2 separate regions of the Gossypium hirsutum genome follow, and region 1 is linked to region 2. The links are chromatin contacts, called in public Hi-C maps. All regions are on one chromosome and are shown on one strand. The core of a region is the stretch at or near the end of the contact, and the rest is flanking DNA. Distances in the headings are between cores, read along the strand shown. Region 1 holds the start of LOC107913681 (photosynthetic NDH subunit of lumenal location 4, chloroplastic). Region 2 overlaps LOC107913684 (bifunctional aspartate aminotransferase and glutamate/aspartate-prephenate aminotransferase).

What was found. Hi-C and Micro-C count contacts between places; a contact is called where the count stands out from the background.
Region 1: a contact with region 2 is called in a Hi-C map of leaf, with 3 times the contacts expected there. The contact joins the promoter of LOC107913681 here to the enhancer-like site in region 2. A contact is called at or near these places in 3 of 34 Hi-C or Micro-C datasets (all in leaf).

The regions. Positions count from the first base shown.
Region 1 is chrD11:38,350,999-38,355,442 of Gossypium_hirsutum_v2.1, forward strand. It overlaps LOC107913681 (photosynthetic NDH subunit of lumenal location 4, chloroplastic), which reads left to right and starts at 2,005. Exons shown (of 6, transcript XM_016842337.2): 1 at 2,005-2,527; 2 at 2,847-2,939; 3 at 3,038-3,098; 4 at 3,195-3,263; 5 at 3,351-3,435; 6 at 3,692-4,017. The coding sequence starts at 2,156. The coding sequence ends at 3,430.
Region 2 is chrD11:38,253,184-38,257,391 of Gossypium_hirsutum_v2.1, forward strand. It overlaps LOC107913684 (bifunctional aspartate aminotransferase and glutamate/aspartate-prephenate aminotransferase), which reads right to left. Exons shown (of 10, transcript XM_016842341.2): 8 at 4,177-4,208; 9 at 3,926-4,039; 10 at 3,509-3,767. The coding sequence ends at 3,627. Among protein-coding and RNA genes, the nearest start is that of LOC107913684, 7.2 kb to the right of the region's middle. Within about 2 kb of position 2,603, at least 3 of the 9 cell types and tissues checked have an H3K27ac peak or open chromatin away from gene starts, as enhancers often do. A contact at or near this core is called in leaf, where this site is marked.

The sequences.
Region 1 (4,444 bases), core at 755-3,254, 97 kb after region 2:
TCATTGGAGTACTGCTATTCACTTGGTGCTTGTGCACACTATTTAGAGTGTTCGAGTATTTTTCATGTATCCGTTCATTGTTTCATGTTCGTTAACAGGGGCGATGGTTTAGTTGTGATATGCGATGCTTTTATCGTGATGTTGATGTTTATATGTTTACTCCATTATGTTATGACTTGATTTATGCTTAGTAGTATGCTTTTCTACTTATTAAACATATATGAAATTAATGGTTTTAGTTAAGCTATAACGCCCAGATTTTTTTAAAATTGAAAAGGTCGATTTTGGATCGAAATTGTGAATCGAGCTATTTTGAAAATCAAATTGAGAGATTTTTAAAAATGAGTTTCGAGTAAAGTCGTGGGTTAGATTAATTGGTGCAATAATTATGCTTTTATTAGTGATTAATTGGTGGGTAATGAAGTAAGGATTAAATCGTAAAATTTATAAAATTATTGGGGTTAATGTGTGAATAGGAAAAAGTTAGATTTTGATTGATAAAAGGTTTTAAATGGTAATTTCCCCAAGGACTCATTCATGATAGAAATTTCTCTTTACATTTTCTCACAAACTTCTCTCTAATCTCTTAACAAATTTCAAAGGTTTTGATTCCTAACAATCAATCTTGAAAAGTAAACCTATTTTCTTTCACCATTGTATATTCCATTCAAGTCACTTAATCCTTCAAATTTTCCTGGATTTAAAATTTCAATTATAATTATTAATTTTCCATACATAGTTTTGCATTTAGAACCTATTTTGTTAAAAATAAAAATTTTATGATTTAATCCCTAAACTCTCATATTTATTTAATTGAGTCCAATAAATCTGTATTTTTTTACCGTTACTTACAAATATTAATGATAAGGCACTCCCTTCATAGTTCATACTTTTTGTCTCATTTCTCGCTTGTTGGGAAATTTGCACATTAAGCCTCTGTGCTTTTTAATTTTTCCATTTAATCCCCAAAGTGACTTTCATCAAATTAATACCCAATCCAAGTCATCTTTATGCTCCACAATCATTATTAACCCTTATTTCCTCAATTTGATTAAATGACACTAACGTCTCTAACTTTTCCAACTTTACAATTTAGTCCTATATACCAAAATCTCATATTCACAATCATTCACTCAAATTTCCTCTTTTTAAGAATCAAAACAATCCTTTAAGGCTACAATTGTAAAACTAATCTTCAAATTTTCTTCTATATTTCACTATACCAAGACTTGGAATAGTACTGGAGATTTCAGGATATTACACTATCTTCTACTATGCTCATGTTTGAGATTTAATTTTCATATATTAATTTGACATAATTTAGTCATTTACCTTTTGGTATTAGTTTGTTCAAATAATTAACATTCTTAACTATTTTGATTAAAATGATTATGTGAATTTTTTTTAAAAACCTTTCTAACACAATTTTTTTTTCGACATGATAAATTGGAATGAGACCAATAAGTATTGAGTGCAATGATAAGATATATTTTACTCCCAATAGAGGACTTAAGTTTGAATCTTAAAGATTGCATTGTTGGGAGAGGGGCAACTACAAATCCCAAAAGGATTAACCTCTATGGACCCTAGAAACGGACATGGAGGATACCTTTACTCTATATAAAAAAAAAAGATGGAACGAATGCTTTTAAGAAAAAATTTCTCCGTCGACGTTTTAACTATAATAATTAAGAGTGTCAACTATTTTGTCGAACTAATGATATTATGTAGATGAACCAAATTATGTCAAATTAAAGTATAGATACATCTTAAATTTAAACATAATAGAGATACCATAATAATAATTTAACGTAAAATAATCTACAATTAACACAATATTTAATAAAAAGTTTGAATTTTATAATAAAAATATTTTTAATTTAATTAGTATAAGTGATTATATGTTTATACAAAATCAGATTAATATATGTTAATAATAATGTTTTAAATTTAATTTGAACAAAGTACAATAACTTATAAAAATAAGTTAATCCCGGATTACTTAACATCAGTGTAATTATAAATGAAAGCCTAAATCTTATCCATATCCGACGAACAGAATTTCCTGCCAAAGTAGTTCATTTATTTTTCCTATCCGAATTCTCCGCTTAGAAAATTTTGCTTTCCAAATCCAAAGAATCATAAAAAAGGAAAAATGGCGACCTCTGCTTTAGCCATTGCAACTGCAAAGCCATTGACCCATCGTTTCTCCAACTCTAAGCACACTTCATCGCCATCCTTCTCCTGTTCTTGCTCTTCTTCCACGCCACTCCCACCTCCCAACGAACCCAAACTCTCTTTCAACTCAAAACCTGTTGCGAAACAATGTGTTTTCAATGTGGGTGTTGGGCTTTTAGCAGCTTCACTTCTTGCTTGCTCACCATTGGAGGCTGATGCCACCAGGATCGAGTATTTTGCAACTGTTGGGGAACCTCAATGTGAGCTCAACTATGCCAAATCTGGTCTTGGTTACTGTGATGTTATTGTAGGGTCTGGTGTGGAAGCTCCACGTGGAGAGCTTGTCAATGTAACTTCATCTCTTGATTTCAGATTAATTTTTTTGTTGGTTATTGGTTGATGCTACAATTAATGTTACAGCCAAGTAGATATGCACATGAATGAGGAACTCAATAGCATTACTACTTACCATGACCATATTTTAGGCTTCAAATCCAAAAGGGTAGAAACTTGCCATGGCAATTTTTTGAAGACCCAGATGTGTAAATATCGATATATTTATAATATGAATGCATTGCATGATCCATATTGACATGAGACACTGCAAAATATGTGAACATCAGATTGATCGAATTAACACTATTTTCTCTAATTTGTTCTTTGCATAGATTCACTACACTGCAAGATTTGCTGATGGGATAGTCTTTGATAGTAGCTATAAACGTGCTAGACCTCTCACCATGCGAATTGGTCTTGGCAAGGTACATTTTCCCCCATAGATTCGTCTATTGCTGATATACTACTGTCAATCTTTCCTTTCAGGTCATTAATTTAAGTTCATACCATGCCTTCATTTCAGGTCATTAAGGGATTGGACCAGGGAATTTTAGGGGGTGAAGGAGTCCCTCCTATGCTTGTTGGTACGATTCCGAGACACTGCATATTACTTTTAGCATGACTTTATTTCCTCTCATATTGTTGTAGAGTAATTGTTTATGATGTTGATTTTGACACAGGTGGAAAACGTAGGCTTCAGATTCCACCAAACTTAGCATATGGACCAGAACCTGCGGGATGCTTTTCCGGTTAGTTCCCAGATATAACTGGATGTGTTGTTAAACATTCATTGTTGTGACAATTACCTCACTAACTCCATGATCTTCTTTATTTAGGCGACTGCAACATACCTGCCAATGCAACTCTCCTATATGATATTAACTTTGTTGGCATCTACTCTGGAAATGCAAAGTGATTAAAGTGAGTTTCCTAACTAAGGCACATTTGTAGCTTAGAAGGCACATTTGTAGCTCAGCATTAACCATTCAAACCTTTATACGCCCCTTTCTTTTATAACTCTTGGCTCAATGAAAGAAGATGATGATGCCACCATATGTTAGCCAGTCTCGAAATGAGTTTCCTGCACTTTGCTGAAGATATACATACATACATACACAAATATATGTATATATGAATGATTAGTTGCGTGTTTTAATGAAGTTGAAGGATGTTTCAGGTGATGGTCCCTCCAATCTGATACTTTTTGACAGGTACCTGTTGGTGGAACACTTTGACCAACTAAATGATTTATCCAAATAGTTCGGTGTCTACCAAACAAGCTCCTAAAGACTATGTTCCATGCTACCATATTATTTTCTTTGGAGTTAGGCCTTTGTTTCTTTATATAATATATATATATTCTGTTTCTTGTGTGCAAATGGCATCCAATTTTAAAGGCAAACAGATACTTGGTGAAGGGCTAAAATTATATTTCTACAAACTTCATTTGGTAGACATTTTTGTAATATTCAAGCTCAACAATCCGAGGTTAAGCCCTTTCAATATGGAGTTGGGAAAATGTTGACCCTGAATTTTGTTTTGGGCCGGGCTAACATTGAATTAGCTCGAGTATAAAGATCCTATGTTTGGACAGAACTACAATAAGGGTGGAAATTTTATGTAATAAATTTGTGAAAGTTGATAAAAATAATTAAACTTGGTTTGAGTTAAGATGGTAAAAGTAGGATGATAAAAATTATATAATGCTTTGGGATTCAACCTCGTCATGTTTAAGTATATTTTTTTAGATTTTAAGGGTGGGGGTATTTATTGCTTAATAGGGGGGGGGGGTAACTTCATGACTATTTGGATCTGCTTATAGCTGACACCAAACTCAGTAAGCCTTAATGTAAATATTAATAAATTTAATCATTTTCAAAATAAATATTAAGAATGAATGTAGCAAAAATAAGTTATAGGTAAATTTACA
Region 2 (4,208 bases), core at 1,353-3,852:
GACCATGACGCTCAAACTTCAGATTATGAAGTTCAAATCTGGTCTCTCCTTTAAAGTCATCCTTAAACCCTTGCAATCGCATCTCCAGCTTTGCGTCGAATTTTGACATCCAGCTGAGAAAGCTCCCCTTGAATCTTCTGTACCTTTTACTGTAGAACAATAACATCTTTCTAGAAATGTGTTCTAACCCCATCTTCGACCATAGAGCTCGGTATGATACCTCTAGTAAACCACAAATCTAAAAACAGAAAACTGACAAGAAAATAGAAAAGAAAATAAGAGAAAGAGAGAGACAATTTTCATAATACTCAATTCATGCCTTCTCTTTGTTACAACCATTGATTAAAAAGAAAAGGAAAAAAGAGAAAACAATAACGACTCCAAAGTTGGCTACTGCCAAAGCTGACTTGGATCAAAATGCCCCGTTTCACTAAAGCTTTTATACGCCTACTAAAGCTTCTATACGCACCGTTTTTACTTTAGTTTTTAACTCATAACAGGAACAATGGTGTATGGTGGTGTTGGGCTGGTCAAGCGATTTGAGGCTTGGTGATGAGCGGAGGTGGTGAAGGGGAAATAATGGTTTTTTTAGAATTCCAAAATATGTTTTTTATTTAAAATATCTTTAAGAAAATTATTTTATGTGAAATGTTAAAGATATGTGGCATGACTTAAGGTCCCTTTTTTCTGGGCGTTTACCTTCAAGCATTTAGCTCTCTTTTTTATCTCACGCTACAATATCGTTACAGCATTTAATTTCACCATCACTGTTATTTTTACACTAATCGCAGATAAACGCGCCGCCCTAATTTGCCAAAAAAAATTAAACAGTGTTAAAAAAATTAGACCAAAACAATAACCAATGAATACTTTAAGTATCAAATTGGATTAAAAAAGTTTTAAATACCAAAGTGGAAAAAGGGATATACTTTAAGGGCCAAATCATGAAATAAATCTTTATTAAACTATTTTTTTAGAGTTTATGAGTACAGATCCAATGTAATCACAAGTAAAAACACAAATGCATGTCCAAACAACTACAAAGTAAAATCAAACTAATATAACCCACAAATGAATGAAGAATCTAAATAATCCATAGGCTCACACATGACAAACGTCTATGCTCTAAGAACCCGAAACCTTAACTTCTATCAATAATACCAATCCCTCGTTGTTTACCAGATAAATTCTAAAATACATTATGTTAAACTTTAGTTTACACATTTTCGAAATTAATTTCGCACTGCTCTCCATAACTGCCACAAGTCACTTTGAAATATCAAATAGTCTATATCTCTATCACATACAATCAAATTTTTATATGCAAAAATATTTAACCCGACAATCAAATTTTTAATGACTGCTAGAAATAATTTTTCATGGATACCTTATTAAATATTACGTAACAATCAAATTTTTATATGCAAAAGTGACTTAGTTGAAATTTAATATAAAATTCCTAAAAAATTTAGATAAATTCAAGCTTAAATTTAAATGTAAAAATTGATAAACGGTTTAATTGAGCTCAAGCACAAATAACTTAATTATATCTTAAACTTAAAAATTGATATTCGATTAAGCTCAAGCCTCAAGTTTTTAATCGAGCTCGAACTTACCACTATTCAAACTCTCTCATCTTGATTATAACTCTAGATCCGATTAACAGGGGAAGTAGTTTATTGAATGGAAACTAAGTTCATTCAAGGTAAGTAAACTACCCATTAGATTTTGGTTACGTTAGGAAGTTGAGATCTTAACATCTTGTGCACCCATGTTCAAATACTAAAGAGAATGGTTTTATTTATTTATTTTTAAATAAATAAAAGTAAATTACCTATATAACTCTTCTAATATATTACTTGTGTTATAAAATTCTGGTCATTTAATAATTTTCTAACCGGTAATACATATAAAAAAAATTTATTAACTTTTATTTAATTAAATACAATAAAAATCTATAGATTTAAGAATGGTTTTAATTTTCTCTATACAAATATTACAATATAATATCAAAAAATTATAAATGAAATATCATAGTGTCATACGTTCTTTTAAAAAATCATTAAAAAGAATTGTTAATAATAATTATAATTATAATAATTATTATATTTTACAATAAATTATAGAAAATTTTTAAAAAAAAAAATCAGCTTGAACGAAATAACACTTGCTATGCGAGTAGAAACAATAAATTGCACTTCCTCTGATGTGTCAGTGAATCAGAATGATTGAGCAAGTTGTTTTAGAGGCTGCCTTCCTTTGCCTTTACATTTTCCACTCTTTACATCATCTGTAGGTTTTCATATATTCCTTATTAATTAGTTACCATTCGCTCAAATAAATTACCACAAATTAACATTAACTAAACTTGGCCTTGTATAGGGTAATGTCCTCTGATATCCAATAGAATTTGGGGGAGCTTTGCCAACTGCTATTAATATGCTAGGAGGGCTTGATTCCTATCATAATAAACACCAAATTATTTATGAATCTACTGTCTACACAATTAAAAATTAATGGAAGTAACTGTTGCATGTGTTCAACATGTTCCTCCCACAGGGATTCAGGTATCTAACATATAAGAATATTCTCATACCTCTGTTTGTGTAGCCCAAGCCCGAAGTAGCTAAGCTTGCCATCTGCATCAAGTGTAACTTGATCAGCCCAAAATTTGTGAACATTACATGTAAGAATTTTCGATCTATGTAACTCAAATTCAAGAATGGAAACGTAGTCTTCAATGTCAACCTTAAAGGAATTAAAATTATAGGGGTCTACTAAAGGTGTTGTTATGTATAAAAATAGCCTCAACAACAAGGAATCAAACCAAAGAATCAAATATGGCAGCAAAGGCCTCCTTAATACGCACACAATTGAATCTCTGAAAACCCTTCCATTCAAAAGCCTGAATATTATTTTGTCAGCAACTTGGTCGAATTCAGGGGCTTTTGCAACAGCAGACCAGTCCTTAGGACTTATCAGGGTACAAAAAGTCCCACCTCTACAACCTTCATTGGACACACTACAATTGCTCCAAACTCCAACACCCAAAACCTTTGTGTACTACTGTAGTTTCTAAGTAAAAAAAAAAAATACAATTTTTGCTGACCCTTGTTGCCATGGTATCGAAGCCACCATTTCAAGTTTTGGGTTTAAGGTTCTTGGTAAAGTTTATTGACATCGTAATGGAGGAAATGCATGGATGGAAGAAGAGAATTCTTGACATTAGAGATTAATTGTTTTAAAGCTAAAGTCAATAGTTTCAGGCTTTGGACTAAGGGTTCCTTGGCTTCTTAGGGATGCCTTAAGCAGAATATTCAAGTTGGGCAGCAATATTATTTGTATTGCCAAAAAGGGAAAGGGTAGGGTTGCTTCTCCTTAATTCTGTACCATCTAACTAGCTAGTGAATGCATTCCTTGGAGCACTACATCTAGTTAGCCTACAATGAAATATTCCTTTGGGAACATTCTCATCTCAGGATCGACACATGTATGACAATTATGGAAGAGAACAGAGAAAATCCAGAGTTTATTAAAAAAAAAGCTTATTAAAACATAAAAAATTCAAATCCCAAAACAAAATACAACCAACAATTAAACATGCTAAATGATATATAATTCATGTGTTAAACAGGAACAGCAGGCCTGAGGGAGATGAGTGCTTTCTTAATTCTCTCAAAAGCAGCTTGTAAGGTGGTGAGGGATGCTGCATATGATATCCGAATGCAGCTATCATCCCCAAATGCATCTCCAGGGACTAGTGCAACCTGTCAATAATTTGCAGCAGTCTTTGATTATTTCATCTTCAACATTAATCACGGTATTATTCAATCAGTTCCCAATAATGTCTATGAAAAACAGCCTAGCCCTTCTTAATCACTTCAAAAAGAAAAAGAGTCCTGAAACAGCATTCAACAAAGCATACCTGAGCCTTGTCCAGGAAGTATCGACAAAGTGACTCCGAATTTTCGATTTTGCCAAAACCTTCAGCTTCTATTCCGTAGTAGGAGCTGAAATCAATGAATAGATAGAAAGCTCCCTGCAAACCAGAAGTCGTGCAAGCAAGAAACATGTTAATTGAAGAGCTAAATATCTAACACCGAACAAACTGAGAAGTACATAAATGAGGTTTCTTTTTTCTTTTGGTAATAAGAGACTCTGCGCCAATAGGGGTACCTGAGGTTCTGATATCTTAACACCTTCCAATT